Linked DNA regions of Mus musculus: regions 1, 2 and 3 are each linked to region 4. The links are chromatin contacts, called in public Micro-C and promoter capture Hi-C maps. All regions are on one chromosome and are shown on one strand. The core of a region is the stretch at or near the end of the contact, and the rest is flanking DNA. Distances in the headings are between cores, read along the strand shown. Region 1 has its middle 66 kb from the start of Gm40860. Region 2 has its middle 26 kb from the start of Prl. Region 3 overlaps Gm40860 (a long non-coding RNA gene). Region 4 holds the start of Sox4 (SRY (sex determining region Y)-box 4).

What was found. Promoter capture Hi-C pulls out the DNA fragments that hold promoters and counts their contacts. A called contact is a pair of places that touch in the nucleus more often than the background predicts.
Region 1: a contact with region 4 is called in a Micro-C map of embryonic stem cells, with 5 times the contacts expected there. The contact joins the enhancer-like site here to the promoter of Sox4 in region 4. A contact is called at or near these places in 2 of 39 promoter capture datasets (hippocampal neurons and liver), 4 of 484 Hi-C or Micro-C datasets (embryonic fibroblasts and embryonic stem cells) and 4 of 115 datasets of contacts at active chromatin or transcription factors (astrocytes, embryonic stem cells, large pre-B cells and 1 more).
Region 2: a contact with region 4 is called in a promoter capture Hi-C map of second pharyngeal arch cranial neural crest. The contact joins the enhancer-like site here to the promoter of Sox4 in region 4. A contact is called at or near these places in 7 of 39 promoter capture datasets (the 3T3-L1 cell line, 3T3-L1-derived adipocytes, cranial neural crest and 3 more), 2 of 484 Hi-C or Micro-C datasets (embryonic fibroblasts and uterus) and 5 of 115 datasets of contacts at active chromatin or transcription factors (astrocytes, embryonic forebrain, embryonic limb bud and 2 more).
Region 3: a contact with region 4 is called in a promoter capture Hi-C map of hippocampal neurons, with 2.5 times the contacts expected there. The contact joins the enhancer-like site here to the promoter of Sox4 in region 4. A contact is called at or near these places in 4 of 39 promoter capture datasets (the C10 cell line, hippocampal neurons, neutrophils and 1 more), 1 of 115 datasets of contacts at active chromatin or transcription factors (the 230-238 cell line) and 1 of 9 other capture datasets (liver).

What each region holds. Positions count from the first base shown.
Region 1 is chr13:30,067,597-30,070,296 of GRCm38.p6, forward strand. No RefSeq gene overlaps it. Among named protein-coding and RNA genes, the nearest start is that of Gm40860, 66 kb to the left of the region's middle. Within about 2 kb of position 1,450, at least 9 of the 459 cell types and tissues checked have an H3K27ac peak or open chromatin away from gene starts, as enhancers often do. A contact at or near this core is called in embryonic stem cells, where this site is marked.
Region 2 is chr13:27,030,695-27,033,394 of GRCm38.p6, forward strand. No RefSeq gene overlaps it. Among named protein-coding and RNA genes, the nearest start is that of Prl, 26 kb to the right of the region's middle. Within about 2 kb of position 1,352, at least 43 of the 459 cell types and tissues checked have an H3K27ac peak or open chromatin away from gene starts, as enhancers often do. A contact at or near this core is called in embryonic limb bud and second pharyngeal arch cranial neural crest, where this site is marked.
Region 3 is chr13:30,011,062-30,013,761 of GRCm38.p6, forward strand. All of the region lies in intron 1 of Gm40860 (a long non-coding RNA gene), which reads left to right. Among named protein-coding and RNA genes, the nearest start is that of Gm40860, 9.0 kb to the left of the region's middle. Within about 2 kb of position 1,325, at least 13 of the 459 cell types and tissues checked have an H3K27ac peak or open chromatin away from gene starts, as enhancers often do. A contact at or near this core is called in hippocampal neurons, where this site is marked.
Region 4 is chr13:28,952,398-28,955,097 of GRCm38.p6, forward strand. Sox4 (SRY (sex determining region Y)-box 4) reads right to left here and starts at 1,302. Exons shown (of 1, transcript NM_009238.3): 1 at 1-1,302. The coding sequence starts at 624. All of the region lies in intron 1 of Gm46405 (a long non-coding RNA gene), which reads right to left.

The sequences.
Region 1 (2,700 bases), core at 200-2,699, 1.1 Mb after region 4:
GTCTAGGAGGCAACCCAGTGCTGGCAAGATCTTAACGTTTGCATTGACTAACGCAGTTGATTGCAGCGCTTTGGCCTCAGTGTGGTAGAACAGATCTTTGCAGAATGATGGATGCAAAGAAAGCCAGCAGATGGTTTATAGGGATCTGGCCAAGGCACTAATAGCAACAGAGCCAGTGCTTGCAATTGCTTAGTCAGCTGAAGCCACACACACTACACAGACAAGGGAGTGGGCTGTTCCAAGGTTGTGTAAGGACAGACACAGTGCAAGTCCCCGTGGGCCAAAGCAGATTTCACCTAATCTCCTAAGTGCTGGTCCCGCAGGGTCAGCCCTGCAGAGTTGCACAAATTCTCTAGGGGTGTCTCCATTCATGTGTGTTCCTAGGATATTATATCACATCTTTGGGTCATATCTGGAGCTCATTAAATTAGAAAAGTGTATGTGTGTGGAAGTTGAATTCTGATACTTACTTTTTCTAGGTTCTCTCTTTCTTTCTCTCTCTTTTAATCAATGATTTTGGCTGAGTATAGAAAATCAAACTGGATCTGATTAAGAAACCTGACACAGGCAGTTTCCAGTCAGGAGGGAGTGTTGGGGACCACATGTACAAGTACGCACACACACACACACACACACACACACATTGAGTATCCTTTATCCAAAGTACCTAAGACCAAATGTTTCAGATTTTGAACTGGGACCATTTAGCTGATCATAGTGAAATCATGAGATGTCTTAGGGTGGGGGCCAAGAGGAAAGATGAAATTTATTTGCATGTCCTGTGTAGCTCGTACATGTAGTTTGGAGGTGACTTTGTACAGAGTTTACTGTTCCTTCACCTTGACCCCAGCCCACCACGTGAGAGGAGGTGTGGAAAGTTTTGCACGTGCTTGCTCATGAAATCTCTGATTTGTGAGCATTTTGGTTGCCGACATTTTGATTAAGGATGCTCAGCCTGTAAATATAGTCCTAGGCCCCACCCACAAATATTCTGATAGGTTCCTTCCAAATCATTAACTTTTCCAGGGAGGTAGCTCATTAGTATTTCAGTTAGCACAGTATTCAGCTATGAGAAACAGAAAATCCATCTACAGGAGCATAAACAAAGTAAAGAGAAACAATTTTTGTTATACAAGGCTGGGAGAGAGCTCTGTGTGAGGCGCCTGCCGCATAAGCATAAAGACAGAGTTCAGACATCCAGTGCTCATTTAAAAGCCTGGCATGGCCGCCTTTAACTCTTAAGGTCTATAACTCTTTCTCGGAGGGTGGGGACTGGTGGGTCCCAGGGTCACACCTAGTCAGCATGGTGAGTTTCAGTTCAGTTTTTAAACAAAATGTGAAAGAATGAGAGAGAAAGGTCCTTGATGCCACCCATGTACACTCGGACGGCAGAGTACACTAACATAGAGGCATATGTGTAACAGAGGGGGAGGAAGGGAGAGGATGGGGCAGGGAAGAGGGTGGGGACACAGGGACAAGTTTAGGACAGCTGCAGCAGCTCCAACCATCTTGTCCAGACTAAGGAAATGAAAATGCAGAAAAGAACACCCATGTTCACCCAATATCTGCTTCTCAGGGCCTTGAACTGGGTCATGTGGATGTGGTAGTATGGCTATTCTAAATTTATCCCCTACTGGCTTAAAAATAAATGAGCCTCAGACTATGCTTATTTTATTTGGCTTTGACAATAACTGGGGGGTAACCCCAACCTACTTTTCTAACTGCTGGTCTGGCTGCCTCCCCAGCGGTGTTACCCCCCACCCCCCACCCCCTTGCTTGTTGTTTCTCCTGGCCAGGTGCTCAAGGCTCATCTCCTCTCACAGGGCCTTCCATCTTCTCCTCAGTCCTCTCCTTTCTCATCTCTGCTCCCACTCAACCAGGTAACTCGAAACCCACTGCCTCTAATCCCTCCAGTAATTGGTTGTGCCATTTTGATTTAACCAATAGTTTTAAATTAAGGAACAAGGTTTGCATAACAAAAGCTGGTAACCTTTTGAATTCACCTTAGGCCTAAACCTACAGAATTTAGCATCATAATACATAGCAACTGAACAAACTGCAACAGGACACACACACACCTACTGTGAGGTAACTCCTGCAGGCAAACTGGAGAAGCTGTGAAGAGAAATTTAATTCTGTCGCAGGATCTGGAATGGAGAGGAAACTCCCAGCTTCCTCTGCCTGCCTTTCACAAGAGGCCATGTTTGCTTCTGCCTCCACTACTCTATTTTCAATGCTAAAAGCCATCACTACAGTTTGGTTCTTTGAGATAGCCTCAAATAGTAATTCTTAGTCCCCCAGTCAAGACCAGCCTTTGAGTGGTTGCATGACCTAGACTCTAGCTAGGTATTTTAGCAATGTGACATCTGAACACGCCCTGGCGATCCTATCTTCATTCTTTAACAGTTCTACTACACACCTTCAACAGTGCATTAAATTTTGCATCAAGAGCAGAATTTCAGTGCTGATCACAGCCTCACTGGCCAGGACATATGGGAAACTGCAGGATATCTAGGTAGCCTCCGAGAGCCACAGTGTAACAGCACAGCAATGTACCTTTCTAAATGCATCCTTTGCAACACAAAGCAATCCACACAGTTTACAAACACTAAGAAACAGTCAGAGACCCATTTTCCCATGTAGCTTTGCTTCAATCCCATGTGATCATAGGCAGGGCAGGGGTGTCTCTGGGATTTTAAT
Region 2 (2,700 bases), core at 102-2,601, 1.9 Mb before region 4:
TTCACTTTTTGAGCTTTAAATCATCATCATGATGGCCACACTACTATAGTGCACTCTTACTGTCTCATAAAAGAGGCACAAAGAAGAAGAAAAAAAAAAAAAAAAAAAAAAAAAACAAGAAGCAAATAGGATAACACATGCATTAAGCATGTGGGAAGTAAGTATTGGTATTAACTATCAAATAGCTACATACAGAAACACACACATGACTCCAAACTCTAGTCATGTTTGCTCTCTGTGTTTAAAGAACATTACCCTGCCTCCCAAAGACGCTATTATTTAAAGTTACAATAAAAGTGCATGTCCTGAGTGAAAGATATCCGTACTCTGTAGCCTCAACAATCATTGTAAGGTAACACACTTCTCAACACAAACTAAGTTTCTGGGACTTAAGTGTAGCCACAGCCACTAATCCACATTAGCTCTGCATCTTTCCTTTGATATTTTCTGTGAATGTGTCACTCCTCTGCTGACATGCAAATAAATTCTGTTCCAAGATGTGACGTGGAAGAGACTTTGCCAATTTAATAACTTAGGAATAGGAAATTATCCCAGGTGCTGCAAATTAATAATCTAGATGCCCTTCCTCTCCTGTCCCCAGGGACCTGTCAAGAGTCAGTAGAGAGACATAGGAGAGCTCAGCTCAGTTGCAAATAAAATTAAGCCCACAAAGCTTATGTTCTCATTTTCTCCATCTTCTTTTGAAATTGAGAACACACACAAGATTTACTTTGAAGTCAGGGATGCCTGAATATGATCTTATTGATTTCCATAGCATGTTTTTGCTCTGCAATGCGGATGTGCATTTTTCAAACATATTAAGCAAGTCTTTGATCTGATTTGTTCCACCAGAACACCCGACGGAGGCTGAAAGCTATTTCTATACATGGGTTTGCTGAGCTCTGTGGAAGCCTGCTCTTGCTTGAGAGAGGTTGGAACCATCCCATCTGAAAGCTCTTTTCAGCCTTTTTCAGCCTAAACATTTTATGCAGAGGGGTTAAAGGTCACCAACTGTCAAAACAAAATCCAAATTGCACAGCAGGGGAAGCTAAGCAGAATGGAAACTCAGAGTTCACTAACTGAGCTAAATAATCCATGGAACAGGCAGTAAAACTGCCCTTAAAAAGTAACAGGCAGGAAAAAAAAAAGTAGCAGGCATATTACTGTGATTCCTATTGAGTTTTACAAAATGCATGGAAACTTTTAAAGGCTAATAACTCAGATATCAATATAGAGATTGAACTGTAATGATCTGGAAAATGCAGTGAGCAACCAACACAAACTTTGCACCATGGTAGCAAACAGGATGTGACCTCCAAGGCACCAGATGCCCTCCTGAGAACATAATGCTTCCCAAACTCTGTAAGGTTTCCACTTTCAAACACAGTTGTTTGTTTGTATTTTCAGGATTGAAGAGAAGGGAACCTGTTTGCATTTGGGCTGCTAACCCCACAACCCTCACTGGCCTTGTTCCTCATACTGGAGACAAGATTCACAGTAGTCAAGTCTCAGTATAATGTCTTCTTCAGGCTCCCCCGTCACTTGATCTGTTTCCAAGCCTTGCCTCGTCATAGCTTTCTGCATTTCTAATTTATTTTTATTTTATTTTGAATGAAACAAAATGCCTCTACTCTTAAATCTAATTTAGCATTTCTCAGAATTAAAAATAAGTAAGGTTTTGCTTGATGAAATAACTTCATGCAACACTTCCTTATTGTAACAAGTAGACATTCCCCACTCAAGACCTGCTCCCCCCATTTCTATGAAGTAGAAGAAGGAAAATACAATGAGAAAGAGTACAGAAACCTAATGGGACACAATGTAAGGCCTGAGGGTGTTAGCTCAGTGTAAATAAACTACATGTTTAGTAATGATGATCTGCACTTGATCACCCAGAATTCTGTGTGTCTGCTTAGAAGCTGAAATCAGGGAGACTTTGAAACCTCATATTGAGGAGAGAGAGCAAAAGTGAGGGCCTTTGATTTTAAGGAAACGAGAGCACCTGAAAAGGGAGGCTAACATGAGCTCACACAGCTTTTGGCTACTGGAGTAGTCCATGTTCTCATATCCATCGCCCTCTCTGTTTGACCTTCAGTTCAAATTCTAATAACTATACCTTCTACCCAGATTCATTATTTCCTACTTTGAACACATCATCCTCACAAGTTTATTGAGAGGACTGAATTCAGAAAAAAAAATCCATGGATGCAGAAGTGCTTTGAAAAATGTGAAGAAACAATAACCTCAAATATGAAAAACAAGTCAGTTACCCAAGTATACACAAGAGAGAACATGAGCTAAAGGAAGGAATATGAAAATGTTAAATATTTAAAATGGTTGACCTGCAGGAAAAATTTTCACTGAAGTATTATTAAAGTTAGGAGAGTTTCAAAAACTCAAAATCAGGGTGAGCCTGAACTTCAAGGAATTTAATAATAAATTCTAATAGTTTCGATGGTTGAGCAATGGAGTGGATTAGTCATTGGAAGGACGAGACTGTGGTCTGACCATGTTAGGAATTTGGAAAATGCAGAATGACCAGGGTCTGCTGTGGTTCACACTTTGAGACTCAGCAAAAGGAGTAAGATTAGGTCAGCCCTGAGGTACTTGCCAGCTGTAAAATGGTGAACTACTTCAAAAAAGAGCTTATGCAAAGTTTTTGTAACTATAACTTAAAGATACACATAACAATATTTTGTG
Region 3 (2,700 bases), core at 75-2,574, 1.1 Mb after region 4:
TTGGCCACTGAGCTATCTCCCCTCCCGCTCATAAATCTAATCCTATGGGACTACATTGTACACTCACCAGTCACTAGCTGAAACATTGTTGCCGATACACAATAGCTGTAGATTGAATCGGCCAGTGACTGTTTAACAGAGAAAGAAAAGGACTCCTAAGAAAGAATGTGGTCAGTTAGAAATTGGTGACCGGATGCGTAGGACCCAGAGAGGATTTTTAAAAAGATGGTAAAGAATTCAAGAATCCTGCTTCGAGGCTTAATTAGGCTTGGGACTCCACTCTCCTGGCTCCTGTGGGCTTTTCCATGTTCCTTCTTCTCTCGACACCTTTCCTAATTTCTCCACCAAAACACTTCTTTTCTTCTGTTCCTAAGATGTGCACACTCCCAAACCTTTATACAGTGACGTCCTTAACTCACAGAAGTGCTTACTGACTTCTTTGAACCCACTCTCGGGGATAGCCCCCCAGAGTCTTCCAAGATATGAAACCGTTTTCCCACATAAGTGATGTTCCTCAGAGAGACACTTTCGCCTGCATATATCTGCCCTTTAGTCACTGCCCTGTGTCTGGGATCTTTGGTATTCTCTACCTTATTAATTTCACAGTCAATATCTTCAGATATGTGGATAGGTAGATAGAGAATGCAGTAATAACAATATAAAACAATAGCTGTAAATTGTAACTCTTTGGGGCAGAGAAATGTGGGTTTCTTCTAGCTCTTCTATTCTTCTGAGATGTCCCCCTTTTACCAATGCAACAAACATTCAAGGAGGGTCAAGGGGCAAACAAAGCAGGAAGTACCTCCTAGGGAGGAGCGAATAACGTCCGCTTAACCACTCTTACTTCGCCCTGGCTAGAAGCACACCACAATTCTCCTGTGCATCTGAGCGGAGGCTCTCGGTTTTGCCCCTCATTTCTATACTTGATTTGAAGGTTTGAAGCGGTTTAGATATTTCCTTGAACTTATAAAAAATGAATCATCACTCACTGGTGGGAACGGGATTACTGACGGATAATCCACTGCAAAATATAAGATGTCAAGTCCAGGCAGGCAGTTTCTAGAGACACTGGTTTATGGGCCAAGTGTCTTTCTGGAAGCACCATTTGGGCTTATTGTTGGATTTATTGCTGATGGGTGGATTACTGCCCTCCCCACTGTGGGCTAGCGATTAGACGGTTACATCCCCACCTACAGGAATTCATTACAGCAAATGGCCTATTCTGTCTTCTGTTAATTTAGTCTGCAGTCCACAGCGCATCATGTTAATGCTGCCTAGGTAGAAGATGGATGTCGTCCATGCTTATGTAACTTCTGGTTGAGTGCTTTATGCTCTGGCCATGCTTATTTGTGAGTCATAATTATGTCTGTGTTAAAACACGGCAGAGAGCTGTGTGTGCCTGTGTGGGTGTTTTATGGATGGGTGTTGTCTACAGCCTGGGAAGCTAAACCTGTTGGTAAAGCGTTCTCATTTACCTAAAAGAAAGATCTTAGCATTTAGTAAGGATAGGGTTAATCTCAGTGAGCTATTTAGCTGTAAAATGAGGCAGCAGAGTGTACAACTGGGTAGGAGCTAGCCTCCCACCTTCCCAGGTATCCTTGGAGAAGAAGGTGGGAGGTGAAAAGAGTTCTTAGCTTCTCCCTAGGCAGTCTCTGGTCATTTCTGTGTACCAGGTAGACAAAAAGAGGGTGCTCAGCCTCAGAAGACAGACAACATCACCTTTTAGGTAAAGGAAAGTTAGCATGTACAATGGATAATAGGATCAACTCTGGATCAAGATCGGAGTGTTCTTGAGCAAGCTTTCTTATCTATAAAATGGGATGCTAGGCAAGTCTGTTTCGTGGGATAGCTGAAAGATTAAATGAGTTACTAACTTGAAAGGGCCCAGTGCCTCACACATTGTGGTTCTCAGAAAGCCATCATCAGGAGGTTACATGGAAAGACCCTAAAATCAGGGCTGACGCATGCCTTTTAGCCCCTCAGGAATGCAAAATCCCAGTCCTTGTTGTCTCTCTTGAAAGCCTGATTAACCAGAGCTCGAGGGTGGAGAGGGCAATTTCTCCTCCTTCTCAGGGAGTTCAGTGTTCATGCAGGCTGTGGTTGTGTTTGTCTTTTGTGAGGCTGTGTTCCCTTCCACCCACACTACACCCCCAGCCCCGCAGGCATCAAGGCCTCATTGCCAGGGCTGATTCTTTTCTTCTTGCTCAAGTTCAGACAGCTCTGTCAAAGCCCTTGTTTGCTCTGATGCAGTGTGGGTGACTTCGTGACTGACTTCCCACCTTACCCAAGACCAGCTCGTTCTCCCCAAAATGCTATGAATTGTTTACTGTGTGGTTCCTACTTTCCAATACCCTAGCCAGCATAGTAGGGGGCCTAGAGGACACTACGTGGACTCGTGGTTTCTGCGTTAGCAAACCCCAGCTCTCTGTTTACTTCCGTCTCAGAATTCACCCCCCTCTGATGCACCCCCATCTCCATGGGCTTTGACTCCCTTTCCCAATTAAGAGTGCATCCCTGGTCCATACCGTTCTAGGCTTCCCCGGTTTCTCCCCGGCAGTCATTGTCACCATCCCAACCAGAAAGCAGAAACGAACAGAACAGCCACACTGAATGGCTTTTTAAAAATCTGAATAGTGATGAGAAAGCTTACATTTTCATGGCTCAAGAGAGGAGGGAGACGGAGGTCCTGCCAACACGCGG
Region 4 (2,700 bases), core at 52-2,551:
CGCCTTGCTGCCGCCCGCCGGGACCAGCTTAGCGTGGGGCTTGCCGACCGAGCTGCCCGCCACCTTGGGGCCACAGCTCTTCTTGGGCGCGGGCTTGGAGCTGCCGCCCGCGCCACCCCCCGCGTGGCTGCTTCCCGCGTGGCCGCTGCTGCCCGCGACCTTGTCGCCCTTCTCCCCTGGCTTGGCTGTGGCCGCCGATCCCGCGCCCGCGTTGCCCGACTTCACCTTCTTTCGCGGCCGGTACTTGTAGTCAGGGTAGTCAGCCATGTGCTTGAGGCGCAGCCGCTCCGCCTCCTGGATGAACGGAATCTTGTCGCTGTCCTTGAGCAGCTTCCAGCGTTTGCCTAGCCGCTTGGAGATCTCGGCGTTGTGCATGTCGGGCGACTGCTCCATGATCTTGCGCCGCTCGATCTGCGACCACACCATAAAGGCGTTCATGGGCCGCTTGATGTGGCCACTGGGCGTCTTGCACCAGCTGGGGTCGTCCGCCTTGCCGCCCGTCGACGCGGTGGAGCCAGGCGTCGGGGAGGACGCGATGCCCAGCTCCAGGCCGGCGCCCGAGTCCGAGCTCTCCCCGGCCAGCAGAGCCTCAGTGTTCTCCGCGTTGTTGGTCTGTTGTACCATGGCCCCGGCTTGCCGGGCGCCCACGCGCGCTCACACGCTCGCGGCGCGGTCGCCGGGCCCTGCGGGCTCCCCGGGGCGGAGACCAGGGTCCCCTGAGCGGCGCGCGGGCCAGGGGCGGCCGCCTCCCGCCGCCAACCTAGAGTCCCCGAGGCCCTCCGTCCTCCCTCACCGCTGAAGTGCTCCCTGCGGGCACCGAGGCTGGAGTCGGCCGCGGCGAGGAGTTTCTCCAAACGTTGGTAGCCGGAGTATCTTCCAAACGCAAGTTTCTCGCCGCCTCCGGGGCAAGTCTTTCCCCCACCCCTTTCCCTGAAGCAGTCGATTGCAGTTCACGAGAGCTCGCGGTAGCTCAGGAAAGCGACATCGTCTCTAGCGCCTAAGTCCCTTTCCTGCAGTGCAAAGCCAAAGCGACTCTGGCTCCGGGACTCTCTGTGGGCGGAATCGGCGCTGAGGAGTTGGTGCAATTATTTTGTTGCAAGGTAGGAAGCCAAGAAGCTTGCATGCAACAGACCGGCATGAATAAATGTATGTTTCTCCCTCCCTCCTGCAAGAAGGGGAGCTGGTTACCGGCAGAGTTCCCCCACTGCAGACTCTCTAAGAAACAGCGTGCAAGAACTGGAAACCGGGAGGGAGACGGCCCTCTTCCCCTCACTCTGTTTCTCTGGCTGCAGCTTAGAGCAGACCCCAATTCCGCCTCGCGCTTCTTTATCCTTTCTCAGACAGCCAATCAGCCGCTGTAACTAACGCTTCCTCGTGCCAAGCCCCTCCCCCGTCCTTCCCATTGGCTTGGAACCCGATGCAATAATAATCTCCGCGTGCAATGAGAAGCTCCAAATCTGACCTCATTCCAATTTACAGAGCAAACTTTTTAAAAGGGCTAGAAGTACAGCTGAGATTTCTGCTGCCTCTTTCCCCCCCACCTCCGCCTTTTGCTGGGTGCGCGCGCGTTTGCCTCTGTGTGTGTGTGTGTGTGTGTGCGCGCGCGCGCGCGCGCACGCACGCGCATGTGTGAAGAGGATGTTAATGCATGAAGTTATTAAGGGGAGAGACGGAAATGTATTCTAGCCATTATGTTAGATAACAAGGGGCTTGGAGGGGGGGTAAGGGTGAAATACTGTAAATGGAAGCTTTCTGCTTAAAAGCCGAGTGATTATTTTTATTAGTTCTTTTCAGCCCAGGAATAAAGAATCAGCCTTTGGTGCAAAATCTCTTTTCTTAGCCCCTTCTTAGAGCTAGAGATGTAAGTGGGGGGAGCCACAATAATAAATCAATGGATATTGAAAACCATTAAGAAAGTGGTACCTAGACACCTGTCATCACAATTATTTTAACAACTCTGGGTACAGAACAAACGTTGGTGTATTGTGTAAATCCCTTCAGGATGCTATCTGTGCTGTTTGTGAAAGGCAGGGTTTTTTTTTTTTTTTTCTTTCTCCCCTTTTCAGTAATTACTTACTCTTTTTGCCAAACAGAGGTTAACTAGTTATTTAATGATTTCACTTCCCCTATAAATCCTGGGTAGGCCAAACAAGATTTTCTGTGGAACGCTAAGGCAGTGGCCCATAATTACCTCAATAAGAGACTTTGTGTGATTTCTGTATAGGGCGATCATGGTGAATACAGGATGGGATTGACTTCACTTTCTAAATGTTTGTTTTCCACAATATCCAAAGGATAGATGGGTTCGCTATGTGCTCTCCTTCCCCCTCTCTTTCTTACCCATTGTCTCCCGTGTGTCTGTGCTACTTGAAGCAATTGGGCCTAAAAGACCAAGAAGAGAAAGGGGTGGCACAGGGGAGTGGGCTGCTGGACCTATCTCAAGTCCCTCTCCTGATCTTTCTTTCTGGGTCTCATTGTCCTCCTCTTCTGTGCTTTGGGAACCTTGTGAGCTTTATAGAGGGCTTGTGTTAGTGCCCGGTGAGTGTGTGATTATAAACCACGGATGTGTGTCCTGAGCCCTCTGGATTCTAACACACATTCCGAGTTCTCCCTAATGCAAATGCCACTTCTAGTAAGAGCAGCACGATGTTCGAGAGACTAAGGTGGGAGGTGGTCACCGGTGGTGAAACGTAATCGAAA